2 separate regions of the Mus musculus genome follow, and region 1 is linked to region 2. A link is a contact called in public HiChIP or PLAC-seq data. All regions are on one chromosome and are shown on one strand. Each heading gives the region's core, a stretch centred on a gene start, on an enhancer-like site or on the middle of the called end of the contact. The rest is flanking DNA. Distances are from core to core; before and after follow the strand shown.

Evidence for each region. HiChIP or PLAC-seq counts read pairs in DNA pulled down with a chosen protein or histone mark.
Region 1: an H3K4me3 HiChIP or PLAC-seq map of the 230-238 cell line shows a contact between it and region 2, with 11 read pairs. The contact joins two enhancer-like sites. A contact is called at or near these places in 1 of 15 datasets of contacts at CTCF or cohesin (large pre-B cells), 7 of 484 Hi-C or Micro-C datasets (Th17 cells, bone marrow-derived macrophages, centrocytes and 4 more), 6 of 115 datasets of contacts at active chromatin or transcription factors (the 230-238 cell line, astrocytes, embryonic forebrain and 2 more) and 3 of 9 other capture datasets (adipose tissue, liver and pancreatic islet).

Annotation. Positions count from the first base shown.
Region 1 is chrX:13,575,784-13,582,781 of GRCm38.p6, reverse strand. The region is part of intron 12 of Cask (calcium/calmodulin-dependent serine protein kinase (MAGUK family)); the gene reads left to right. Gm34836 (a long non-coding RNA gene) reads right to left here. Exons shown (of 5, transcript XR_003953108.1): 2 at 15-156. Among named protein-coding and RNA genes, the nearest start is that of Gm34836, 9.4 kb to the right of the region's middle. Within about 2 kb of position 5,246, at least 74 of the 459 cell types and tissues checked have an H3K27ac peak or open chromatin away from gene starts, as enhancers often do. A contact at or near this core is called in the 230-238 cell line, Th17 cells, adipose tissue and 2 more, where this site is marked.
Region 2 is chrX:13,225,950-13,232,627 of GRCm38.p6, reverse strand. No RefSeq gene overlaps it. Among named protein-coding and RNA genes, the nearest start is that of 2010308F09Rik, 18 kb to the left of the region's middle. Within about 2 kb of position 2,602, at least 357 of the 459 cell types and tissues checked have an H3K27ac peak or open chromatin away from gene starts, as enhancers often do. A contact at or near this core is called in the 230-238 cell line, Th17 cells, adipose tissue and 2 more, where this site is marked.

The sequences.
Region 1 (6,998 bases), core at 3,997-6,496, 350 kb before region 2:
GGTGTAATGCTTACCTAGCATGCCGAAAGCCCTATATTCAGTCCTCATAAGTCAGATATGACTGCCTGTACATGCCTGTAATCCAAGCACTCAGGAGACTGTGGCAAAAGGATCGTCCCCTGGTCATCTTCTGCTACAGAAGGAGTAGACACCAGCCTGAGGGACATGAGACAATATCTCAAAAAAAAATGAAGAAAAGGAAGCAGCAGCTTGTTGGAAAACACTGAGTTATACAGTATTATACATCAGTGAGGAGAGCGCAGCAGGACAGTGTTCTTGTGATCATTCCATCTACATTCAAGTATGCATTTGCCACTTCCCACATTTCAAAGATTTTGGCAGATATAATATAATATAATATAATATCAACATTTGGACATTTTATGGTTATGATATGAACTTAACATTTAAATTGACCATTGCACATTGTTTTTTTTTTTGGTTTTGATTGGCATTCTCTAATCAAACCATTTTTTAATGTTCATTTATGAGAGAAAATTATCTTAAGATTCAGAACAAAGTTAAATCGAGGCTAATTTGTCAAAAAATTGTCATGATTCTGTAGATTAGAATAGTTTCCTATCTTTTTTTAAATTTTCTGAGATTTATTTTTAATTATGTATATGTGAGTGCAGGTACCCACAGAGGCCAGAAGAGAGTGTAAAATCCCCTGGAGTTGGAGTTATAATAGTTGTGGGTGACCCAGTATGCATGCTGAGCCATCTCTTTTTTTTAACTTTATTATTTTATTAGATATTTTCTTTATATACATTTCAAGTGCTATCCCGAAAGTTCCCTATACCCTCCCCCCCGCCCTGCTCCCCTACCCACCCACTCCTGCTTCTTGGCCCTGGCATTCCCTTGTACTGGGGCATATAAAGTTTGTAAGACCAAGGGGCCTCTCTCCCCAGTGATGGCCAACTAGGCCATCTTCTGATACATATGCAGCTAGAGACACGAGCTCTTGGGGTACTGGTTAGTTCATATTGTTATAGGGTTGCAGACCTGGGGGTCCTGTGTTCCATCTTATAGATGACTGTGAGCATCCACTTCTGTATTTGCCAGGCACTGGCATATACGAGACCTATAACAGGGTCCCTTCAGCAAAATCTTTCTGGCATATGCAATAGTGTCTGGGTTTGGTGCCTGATTATGGGATGGATTCCCGGGTGGGGTAGTCTCTGGGTAGTCCATCTTTTCGTCTTAGCTCCAAATTTTGTCTCTGTAACTCCTTTCATGGGTATTTTGTTCCCTATTCTAAGGAGGAATGAAGTATCCACCCATTGGTCTTCCCTCTTCTTGATTTTCTTGTGTTTTGCAAATTGTATCTTGGGTATTCTAAGTTCCTGGGCTAATATCCACTTATTAGTGAGTGCATATCTAATGACTTCTTTTGTGATTGGGTTACCTCACTAAGTATGATATCCTCCAGATACATCCATTTGTTCAAGAATTTCATGAATTCATTCTTTTTAATAGCTGAATAGTACTCCATTGTGTAAATGTACCACATTTTCTGTATCTATTCCTCTGTTGAGGGACATCTGGGTTCTTTCCAGCTTCTGGCTATTATAAATAAGGCTGCTATGAACATAGTGGAGCATGTGTTCTTATCACCAGTTGGAACTTCTTCTGGGTATATACCCAGGAGAGGTATTGCTGGATCTTCTGGTAGTATTATGTCCAATTTTCTGAGGAACCACCAGACTGATTTCCAGAGTGGTTGTACAAGCTTGCAATCCCACCAACAATGGAGGAGCGTTCCTCTTTCTCCACATCCTCGCCAGCATCTGCTGTCACCTGAATTTTTGATCTTAGCCATTCTGACTGGTGTGAGGTGGAATCTCAGGGTTGTTTTGATTTGCATTTCCCTGATAATTAAGGATGTTGAACATTTTTTCAGGTGTTTCTCCATGCTGAGTCATCTCTACAGCACTATTTTCAGCACTGTAAAATATACAGTTCTATAGGGATAAGTGCATTTACATTGCTGTTCAACTACTGCAACCTTCTATTTTCATCTTTCTCAACTGAACTAAAACATAAAACAATACCATCATCCTCTCTCACTCTTGGCTCATGACAGTCATAATTCTACTTACTGTCTCTATCAATGTTATTATTCCAAGAACATCAGTGAATCACAAAAATTTATCTTTTTAATGTTTTTAGTTATGTGGGTGTATGTGTATGGGTATGTGTGGGTGTGAATGTGTGTGTGTTTGTGTGTCCTGCTACTTAGGTGCATATATGCCATAGTATTTATGAGGATCAGAAGTCACTTTTTAGGAGTTGACTGCCTCCTTCCACCATGTGGGTTCTGAAGATTAATTTCAGGTTATCAGGCCTTGGGACAAACAACTTTACCCACTTAGATACCGCAGTAGTCCAGTATCTGTCTTTTTATTACTAGCCTATTTTATTTAGCATCATGGTCCTTATGGATCATCCATGTTGTATTAAAATTTCCTCTCTTTTTAAGGTTGAATAGTAGTCTATTTTGTGTGTGTATATTGCATTTTTTTCTCCCGCTCTCCCACTCTCCATGTTATGTGGTAAATATGTACAGGAAAAAACAGCTTCTCAAAATGCCAATCACAGAGATTTCTACCTTGGTTCATTCATCACATAATTGCGCTTTCTGGATCCCAAGTTGGTTCCTATATTCTTTCTCATTTTTAAAAGAATATACTATCTTCTCTGAGTATGCTATGGATTACAGGGGTTTATTGTGGCTCCTGTTTTTGGGGGGGTTGGAGTTTTGGGGGGTTTTGGATGGATTTGCATAAACCAGAGTTTGAAATTCACTTTGTAATACTAAAGTAGATCCTACAATAATAAATTCAAGTTCAAGCTATTCAGTATGTGCTGGGCCCTACCCAAGGATATGCTAAATTCCAGAGTAGGACTCTAATCGCTGCTTTACTCCAGTCACTAGTTTCTGTGGTATAACATACTTCTTCAGATGAAATACAAGGTTGGTTTAAGATTTCTAAAAGGTGCTTTGTTTAGTGATGCTGTTCAAAGAAATGGAAGTTCAATTTTCTAGTAATGCATGGAATGGAGAATCATCTGTATGACTAATATTTTAATGTCTTCTTTTTAACTACTCAAAATAGACTGGGAGCTAGAGAGTTGATAAGGTGATTAAGACTACTTACTGTTCTCCTGAGGACCAGAGGTCAGTTCCTAGCACCTATATCAAATAGCTCACAACCATCTGTAACACCAGCTCCAAGGGATCTCACACTATCTTCTGGACTCTGTGGATACCTGAACATATGTAGAATACATTCTGTCACATACAGAAAGAGGTGAGAAAGAAAGGAGAAAAAGGGAGAGAAGGAGGAAGAAGAGAGAGAGAGATTTTAATTAAATAGATTTGAAAATTCTGTAATGCATAAGTTTTTAGGGAGAAAATGGTACTGATAGGATAGACAAATATTTACTCCATAAAAGAAAGATCACCCAGTGGGTTTTTATTGGGGGGTATATACCTCAGCAAAATTGAAATTTATTTTTTTATTTACAATCCAGTCGTTCCCCACCCTAACCCCCTCAGTCCCCTCTCCCAGAGTTACTCATCCCATTTCCTCCTCCCCCTTGCCTCTGAGAGGGTGCTCCCCCGACCAGACCTTCCCCTTTCCTCAGGCCTCAAGTCTCTCAAAGATTAAGTGCATCTTCTCCCACTGAGGCCAGACCAGGCAGACCTCTGCTTATATTTGTGCCAGGGGCCTCGGACCAGCTCGTGTATGCTCCTGGTTGATGGCTCAGTCTCTGGGAGCTTCCTGAGGGTCTGGGTTAGTTGAGACTACTGGTCTTCTTTGGGATCACACTCCCTTTCAGCTTCTTCAATCTTTCCCCTAATTCAACCATAGGGGTCCCTGGTTGGGTGTAAGTATCTGCATCTGTCTCACTCAGCTGCTGGTAGGGCCTTTCAGAGGACAGCCATGCTGGGCTCCTGTCTGTAAGCACATCATAGCATCAGTAATAGTGTCAGGCCTTGGTGCCTTCCCATGGGATGGATCTCAAGTTAGGCCAGTTATTATACTGACTTTCCTTCAGTCTCTCCTCCATTTTTGTCCCTGCAGTTTTTTTAGACAGGAACGGTTCATTATGAATTTTGCAGGCAAATGGATGGAACTAGAAAATATCATCCTGAGGTAACTCAGACCCAAAAGGACATGCATGGTGTGTCCTCACTGATAAGTGGATATTAGCCAAAAAGTACAGAATACCTAGAATACAACCCATAGACCATAAGAAGTTGTAACAAACAGAAAGGCCCAAGTGAGTAGACTTCAATCCCACTTAGAACAGGAAAGGAAATAATCATGAGAGGCAGGGGGATGGAGGGACCTGAGTAGGAGAGGGAACAGGGAGGGGAAAGGGGGAACAGGATCAGGTATGTGGGGGAACAGGAGAGAAGCCCAGTGACAAGAGAATGAATAGAGATAAGCAGCCTCAGGGGTTGGGGTGGGAGATGGGGGACCCTCTAGAATGTACAGGAGACCCACGAGGTGAGACACTCTTAAGGGCTCAATGGGGGTGCCCTTAGCCAAAATGCCCAACATTGGGGAGAGGGAACTCAAAGAGTCTACCTCCAATAGATAGACAGGGTCTCAAGGGGGAGGGACAGGGTTATTAACCCACAGTCAACATTTCTGACCCAAAACTCACCATGGTGGCTTTTATAACATTTTGTAAATTGTGGAATCACAATGATGCATAATCATTCTTAGATGTGTAAAAAATTTTTCTTTCAGTTTATAAATTTATAGTTCCTCAATTTTTCTGAAAATGCAATTTTAAGATGTACAATATTCCTTTCAGACCTGTACTATCTCATTTTTAATGTCTGAAAGGGACTTTCATTTTTGGTTTTGTTTATATTAAAGAGTTGGGTTTCCCCGGGCTATCCAGGAACTATGCGGTTTAAACTTCCTGGGTAGGTATCTAAGCTGAAAATCTCAAGTTGGTATGTTAATTTGGGCAGGAAAATATAGTTTAGATCTCTGAAACTTTTCTCCAGTTTACAACTTCGAAAAATCATCTTCAAAGTGATAGCTGCTTGTCAGTTCCCTAAATATTAGTATTAAGTCACCTGCCTTTCCCTAACATTTTGATGGATTTCAAATATATAATATGTGAAAAAAAAAAGTCCTTTTGCCTAGCACTTCTCAGTTCACTAAGGCACGATATTGGAACTTGGTTCCTGTTCCCTGAGACTGTGAAGGGAGTCTCTGACAGGCTGTCTCTCATCTCATGGCTGCCATTTCATATAGTCTTTCTCACACTCTTACTATCTGTCTCACTACAGTTGCGGGCACATTTCATTATTTTGGAGCTAAAAATGAACTTGAATTATCTTCCAACAAAAAGTTGCTTCAGTGTCTTTAAAGTAACTGGCCGCTAATGAACTTAACTGTTCTTTGAAGCTCTAGAAGGAAGCTCTTCATTTATTGATCTATATTTAGAGTCTTGTTCCAAAAGTTACAATCTTGTCTCAAGTGGTACATATTCTTGTCCTTTATAAGGTTTTCTCTGTGGAAAAAGAAAAGGTTGATGAGCTACACAACCCAGGGATAGTTATTTCATAGTATCTTCCCACTAACTTTAATTATAGAATATTTAAAATAGATATGGAACAGATACCTAAATGTGGAATATGTGAGCAATTATTTCTATTTGAGGACTAAGAAATCAAGAGTGAAATGTAATGCTGTGTTAAAATAGGAGCTGCCTTTAATGCTTTACAAGTAAAGTAAAAGTGATTGACTTCATCTATCTGTTGGAAAGTGCATGCTTAGGAGATAGGAACTGGGTATTGCCACTGAGTTTACTCTGCTTTGTTTGCACCATCTGTAGAATACAGTTTCCCAATGGAGTTGCAGTGACTCCAAGGCGGAGGTGAAGTGTGTCTGTGCAGCTGTGTGTGGTCATATCTGACCCAGTGCCAAAGACTGGCAGGGAGCACGTCTGTCTAGGAGTGACACAGTGTGAGACAGCCTGTTTCCCTTGCAGCTGTTCACATTTCCTTGTTTTTGCCTTGATTCTATGTCTGTGGTTTGTGTGTGTGTGTGTGTGTGTGTGTGTGTGTGTGTGTGTGTAGTGCTGAACTTGGGTAGCTAATTTCTTTAGAAAAAGAATGCAAACAGCCAGAGCTCCTCATCTTTGTCTTCCTTCTAGGAATAATCTATTAACATCTTTCTATCCCCTCTCCCACTCCCTTCAGCATGCCAGCCTTATAAATATGCTTTATTATCTTCAGATTTAAGGAATGCAAATGACAAAAAAATCTATTTTGATGTTACCAGTCTACCTTGAACTTATAAGTCTGGAGCAGAAGTTGCAAGTTATCACCCTCAAGCCAAATCCAGCCAACCACTTATTTGATACATATTTTACTGAAACACAGTCTATTCATTGTTAACAGCTGCTTTTATACAACACAACAGGCTGTAATAGTAGTGACAGAGACCAGATAGCCCCTAAAACCTAAAAAGTTCCCTTTTGGCCAGGAGAAGATTAAGGTTACTTAACGTGACAAAACCATGCAGTTACTTAACATGACAAAACCAGCAACTGATTAACTTCCAGATCATATGTAGTTTATTTTTGCCATGATCTATGAATAGCATTTTCTGCAATTTCCCCCCAAAATATTACTAAAGGCACCTTCCTAGCACGAGTTGTTAGTTGTTATCTATTTCTAAATTCTAACATAACCCAGAGAGGTCTGGTGTGATCCAGAAGGCCATGCTCTCATGCCCTGCTGCTCTGCTTGTGTAACCCTAAGTGCAGCATTTCACATACCTAGACATTAGTTTTCTCCTCTTTGTTGAACAGCTTTCAGTTGCTATGACAAAACACCTGAGATAATCACCTTAAAAGGAAGAAAAATATTTTGGCTCACGGTTTTAGAGGTTTCCATTTGTTCTCCCTATTGCTTTGGGCCTATGGGAAAGCAAAACATTATGGCAGAAGAAGCTACCCAC
Region 2 (6,678 bases), core at 1,353-3,852:
GGCAAAAATGGTTCAGGGGCTAATTGGATAGCTCGGTTCATAAGCTGCTTATCATGCAAGCATGGAGACCTGACTCTGAGCCCCAGGATCTGTTAAAAAGCCAGGTGTGGTGGTGTAGGATGGACCATGTAGATGGATCCATCCCTGGGGCTTGGCAACATTAAGAAACCCTAGCTCGGGCTGGTGAGATGGCTCAGTAGGTAAGAGCACCCGACTGCTCTTCTGAAGGTCCAGAGTTCAAATCCCAGCAACCACATGGTGGCTCACAACCATCCGTAATAAGATCTGACTCCCTCTTCTGGTGTGTCTGAAGACAGCTACAGTGTACTTTCATATAATAATAAATAAATCTTTAAAAAAAAAAAAAAGAAAGAAAGAAACCCTAGCTCAAAAGCTCAGGTGAGCGGTACTCCTGATGTCTGGCCTACACACACAGACGCACACACAAATGTTCACCCGTGCACATGACACACACACACACTCCAAATGAAAATGAAAATGAGTGCCAGTTCTACCTGGGGGGGATAGGTTCAGAGCGGGAGTGCCTGCCTAGAAACTTTGAAACTGGAGCAATAGACAACAGAAAGAAACCATCAGGACTGCAGTGGGCCCCTCTGAATGGTGGGATCACAAGTAGAACTGGTTTGGCTTGGGTTCAGAGATGAGCTCAAGTTAACAGTATTCCTGTGCTTATGTGACATATTAGCAGCAATGGTCTGCTTAAAGTCCTCACTTTATTTTGAGACAGTCTCACAGAGTCCTGGCTGACCTTGAACTCACTACTTTGAAAATAACATTGAATTCTAATTGTCCTGCCTGCACCCTCCACCTCTCCAGGGCTGAGATTAGAGGTGTGCCCCCCCCCACCCCCCTCTCTTTTATTCACTGTAATCCCTGTCCACTGAGATCCTTTCTCCCCACAGGTGTTTATTTGGAGGGCTGAGGATTAGCGTGGTGCCAAGCACTTTACCCACTGAGCTACACCCCCAACCCAACTTGGTGGTGATTGTTCTGAGGCGCTGGGATTAAACCCAGGACCTCCCCCGTGATAGGTAAACCCTTTCGTGACCTGTCCTATCCCTTAGATGTCACAGGCAAGCCATATGACGCACTGAGGCACCGGGTCCACAAAGATCCAAGGTCCACAGGTGCTGGCGCCTTTCAAAGGAAATGGTGTAAGAAACTGAGTCTGAGTGCGCATCTCTGTAACTGCCACACTTTGAACCGGACACAGGAGGCTCGGCTGTTCAAGGCCAGCCAGGGACACATGAAGCCCTGACTTTAAATAAATAGGCAATTAAATAAAGGAGAATAGCATGGTATTTGCTAATAACTTGTGACTATCCTTCCCTATACTTTTTCTAAAAATATGCAAAGAAGGCATGGTGAGTGCAAACGTGGACAGCTGTTCAGGGAGGAATAAAATCTCTCCACATGTTCAGCAGAGATGAAATCTTTTTTCCCCCAAATTATTTTCAATCTTCAACGGGTTTAACCTGTAACTAGAGGCCATGGACTCAGATCCCGTCGTGGTAAGAACAAAGCCCAAACAAGCTCAGCCTGAAAGATGGGAGAAGGTTTGTTACTCGCTGCAGGCAAGGAGAGTCGAGGGAGGGGAGTTACTGAAAAGCGAGGTCCCCAGGAACAAAGGAAGCGTGAGGACCACGTTCAAGGAGTCTATACATATTCATGTAGGGGCTGGCCTATAATAAATATGCAAGAGCAAGGAGCACAATTCCGAGCATGCCCAGTTGGGGAGTACACCTCTGAGCATGCTCAATGACGGAGGCCATTTCTGAGCATGCTCAGTTAAGAAATACACGTTTAGGCATACTCCGTGTAAGGTTGTGACCGCATGTTTGAAAAAATTTAAAGAGATAGACAGGAATGACTCTGAGCATGCTCAGTTTGCGCCATGACGGTTTACCTGAAAAGAAAGGAAAGGACACAATATAAGCCGCCTAATACCGTAGTTGCCCTTGGAAGTGCCTGCTAACAAATGATGCAGTGCTCAGGGCTATGGAGGGTGGATTTATATCTGACTCTTCGTTTGTGTACCTGAAAAATGGATATTGTCACTTTGCGTGAATTGTGCTCTACTTTGTTTTGTTGCTGTGGGCTTGAAGGGGGAGGGTTTTTCTGTGCTGCTGGAAATGGAATTTAGGACCCTGTACATGCTAGATGTTCTACCGCTGAGCTACAGCCTTAGCCCTCTGTGTTGTTGGTTTTTTTTTTTTTTTAACTTTAATGTAGATGTGAGAGCCATGGAATATACATCGTACATGCATAGCTGAATTTTCACAAAGTGAAGCCTGTCTATGACGCAGAGGCCTTGCTCCAGAAAGAGACCATAATCTGAGCAGGGCGATGCACACCTGGAATCCCAACACTTGGGAGGCTGAGGCTGGAGGATTGCTGTGAGCTTGAGCTAGTTTACATAGTAAGCTGCAGACCAGCCTGTGTTACAAAGTGAGATCCTGTCTCAAACAAACAAACAGAAGCACAAACCAGGATGGGCAGAGAGCGTCCATTAATGCCTGTACCTATAATCCACTCTTTTCCCTAGTTCCATGGCATTCCAAGATATCTGAACTTCCCCCATACACACACACACACACACACTGCCCCCTACAGGACTGAAAATTAAAGGGTCCACAAGGCCCCACAGGTTATACAGGTAGTAATAATTTCTGGGGGAGCACCCTGTCCAGCCAGCTAAGCTGCTTGCCAGTCGCCAAGGAAGCTTCAAGATGCAGTTTTCATGTTTTGGGTGATACAGCTGCTTTGGAGTCACCCCTGCTCCCAAAAATAACCCCTGCCCCATATGCCTCTAAGTAAGCCAGATCAGCTCACTGGTCCACTAAACTAGACTTGGGTGGGGGTTTTCTTTTCTTTTTTTTTTTTCAGTCTTTTGTGGAAACAGCTATACTGGCTGGTTTTGTGTGTGTGTGTGTGTGTGTGTGTGTGTGTGTGTGTGTGTGTCAACTTGACACAAGCTAGAGTCATCAGAGAGGAAGGAGCCTCCCTTGAGGAAATGCCTTCACGAGATCCAGCTGTGAGGCATTTTCTCAATTAGTGATAATGGGGGAACAGCTCAGCCCATGGTGGTCCTGGGTTTTATAAGAAAGCAAGCTAAACAAGGCATGGGAAGCAAGCCAGTAAGCAGCATCCCTCCATGACCTCTGCATCAGCTCCTGCCTCCAAGGTTCCTGCCCTGCTTGAGTCCCTGTCCTGACTTCCTTCATGATGGACTGTGATCTGGAAGCGTAAGCCACATGAACCCTTTCTTCTCAAACTTGTTTTTTGGTCATAATGTTTTCTTCACAGCAATAGAAACACGAAGACAACAGCTTGTTCTGAAAATCCCTCTGGTCCTCAGAAACTGCACTTTTGCTAGACATTGAACCAAGTTAATAATGTGCTTTGAGCCGGGCATGGTGGCACATGCCTTTAATCCCAGCACTCAGGAGGCAGAGGCAGGCAGATCTCTGAGTTCGAGGCCAGCCTGGTCTACAGAGTGAGTTCCAGGACAGCCAGGGCTACACAGAGAAACCCTGTCTCGTAAAACAAAACAAAACAAAACAAAACAAAAACAAACAAAACAAAACAAAAAAGTGCTTTGAGACCATTTAAAACTATGTAGTCAGTGAAATGGCTCAACAAGTAAGAGCACTGGCTGCTCTTCCGAAGGTCCTGAGTTCAAATCCCAGCAACCACATGGTGGCTCACAACCATCCATAATGAGATCTGACCCTCTCTTCTGGTGTGTCTAAAGACAACTACAGTGTACTTATATAAATCTTTTTTTTTTTTTAACTACGTAGTCAACCTGCTACTCAAACTATATACTCAGCCTGTTTCCGTTTAATTTGCTTTTAAGAAAACAGTGGAGATTTAGCTCAGTGGTAGAGTACTTCCCTAGCAAGCCCAAGGCTCTGGGTTCAGCCCTCAGCTCCAGGAAAAAACAAACATAATAATGTCCCTTAAAGGCCTGTACAACATGCCTGGCTCAACTTTTTTTTTTTTTTTTTGGTTTTGTTGTTGTTGTTTTGTTTTGTTTTTTTCTTGTTTTTCTTTTCTATTTTTTTATTTGTTTTGTTTTGTTTTGTTTTGTTTTCCAGACAGGGTTTCTGTGTGTAGCCCTGGCTGTCTTGGAACTCACTCTGTAGACCAGGCGGGCCTTGAACTCAGAGATTTGCCTGCCTCTGCCTCCCGAGTGCTGGGATTAAAGTCAACTTTTTTTTTTTTTTTTGGAGACAGGGTCTTAGGTTAATTAATGCAGCCCAGGCCTGCCTTGAACTAACGGCAATCCTCCTGCCTTCTAGTCTTCTGAGTTCTGGAATTATAATGTTCACCACACATCCAGCTTTAAATGAGGCTTTACTGGGCCACAAACAAACAATGTTCTCATAAGAGTTCCCAGACTGGGGCTGGCGAGATGGCTCAGTGGTTAAGAGCGCCGACTGTTCTTCCAAAGGTCCCGAGTTCAAATCCCAGCAACCACATGGTGGCTCACAACCATCTGTAACGAAATTTGATGCCCTCTTCTGGAGTATCTGAGGACAGCTACAGTGTACTTACATATAATAAATAAATAAATCTTAAAAAAAAAAAAAGAGTTCCCAGACTGTCTTTGAGGAAGCAAGTGGAGGCAGGGGAATTGAGAGCTTGAGTCCAGCCTGCCAAGTTGGACTACAAGGCCCATTCGAAAAAACCACAAACAAGCCAGGCATAGTTGCACATGCCTTTAACCTCAGCACTTGGGAGGCAGAGGCAGTCAGGACAGGCATATTAGCAGTTGTCTTTGGCCGCCCACCCACCCAGGTGTATTGGTGGCAGTAGTCCTTGGCTCAGGATTTCTGCAGAAGTCCCATCAAAGTCGTTGGCATTTGTCAGGTGGATTTGCTCCTGAATTTGGGGTCATTTGTTTAGCTGGCAGGAAGGGCTTCCTGTTGCCATGGCAGGAAGACCATATAGCAATCAGAGCTGAACATGCAGGAAAGTCCGACAATTATTTATTTATTGGCAGCACTGGGAATTGAACCCTGGACTTGGTGCATGATAGGCAAGTGCTCTACCACTGAGCCCTATCTCCAGTCCTCCTTTGTAACCAATGAATGAAGCAGGTGACAACACCTGCCTTTCACTAAAGATGGAATGCAAGGCTGGAAAATTTGGCCTTTTAAATTTTTTAATAAGTCTCAAAGCAGGGCGTGCTTAATTTTCCCAGTAATAAATTGTGATGATACATGAGCCACATTGTCTGCCAGAGCTCATTACTCAGTGTCCAGATCGTCACTGGGGGCTGGAAGTACAGGCAGTCTACCCAACAGCACAGCCCTCTGCAAGAAAGCAGATATTTGATCTTTTTTTTAAAAAGTGTCCTAGAAATGGCAGGAACCTTCTCCAAATGCAAATTTCCAAACATCCTAAGTCAGGGGCTGTTATGTGACTTGTCCTGGGGACACATGGGCAAATGTCTGGTCAGCCCAAGGGGTGGCACCAGTGAACACCTGTGCCGATGTCAAGTTAAGACATCAGAAAGGATCTTTCTCTTGGAATATTTTTTTTTTTAAGATTTCTTTATTATTATACATAAGTACACTCTAGTTGTCTTCAGACGCACCAGAAGAAGGCATCAGATCTCATTACAGATGGTTGTGAGCCACCATGTGGTTGCTGGGAATTGAACTCAGGACCTTCAGAAGAGCAGTCGGTGCTCTTACCCACTAAGCCATCTCACCAGCCCTCTTGGAATAATTTTGACCAAGAGTGAGCCCACATTTGAATTCTCCACTTCTCTTCCTGTGTCTTCAGTTGTTTGTATAGTTTTGTGATCTGTGGCCTGTCATCTGTTGTGTGTATGATGTCTGTCTGTCCCTAACAAAGGGCATTGTTCTGGATGAATTGAACAGCACAGAAAACCTGGTGTGGGAAAGGAACGAGGAATATGTTTTTACAGAGTTCTTTTTTACTGTACATAGCCCTGGCTGTCCTGGAACCCAATATTTATGTAGCCCGGGCTGGCCTTGAACTGAGAGATCCACCCCCACTTTGCTTTCTGAATATACAGTATGTCTTCTGTTCTTTCAGAGGACACTGGGGAGGCAGAGGCAGCGGGATCTCTGAGTTCCAGGACAGCCATGGCTATACAGAGAAGGCCTGTCTCAGAAAACAGTTAACAAGGGAAGAAATCTCTTTACTGCTTCCCCACCAGCACTTAAAACTAACAATATTAATCAACCAATATCTACATGATGCTTCTAATACTTATGGTGACTACTTCTTTTGTCAAAGGTCCCTTTCAATCTGTTAGCTACTTTCGGCTCATCATTAGCACAGCATCCACATCCCTCGGCCAGGGACATGGGACCATGTACATAGTGCAAGTTAAAGCTATGCATTTAACTTAGATAATGAAAGCTGATTAGTGGGAAGTACAATGCATAGAACAGTTGGTTACATTGTTTTCTCTTACTAAAGGTTTTGTGTTTGTTTGTTTTTGTTTTCCCGATACAAGGTTTCTCTGTGTAGTCCTAGCTGCCTGGAACTAGCTGTGAAGAACAGGCTGGCCTCAAACTCAGAGATACCCCTGCCTCTGCCACCCCAGTAGGTCCTCTGAAAAAACAGTATGCATTCAGGGGGGAAAGGCAGGTGTATTTCTGAGTACATGAGCAG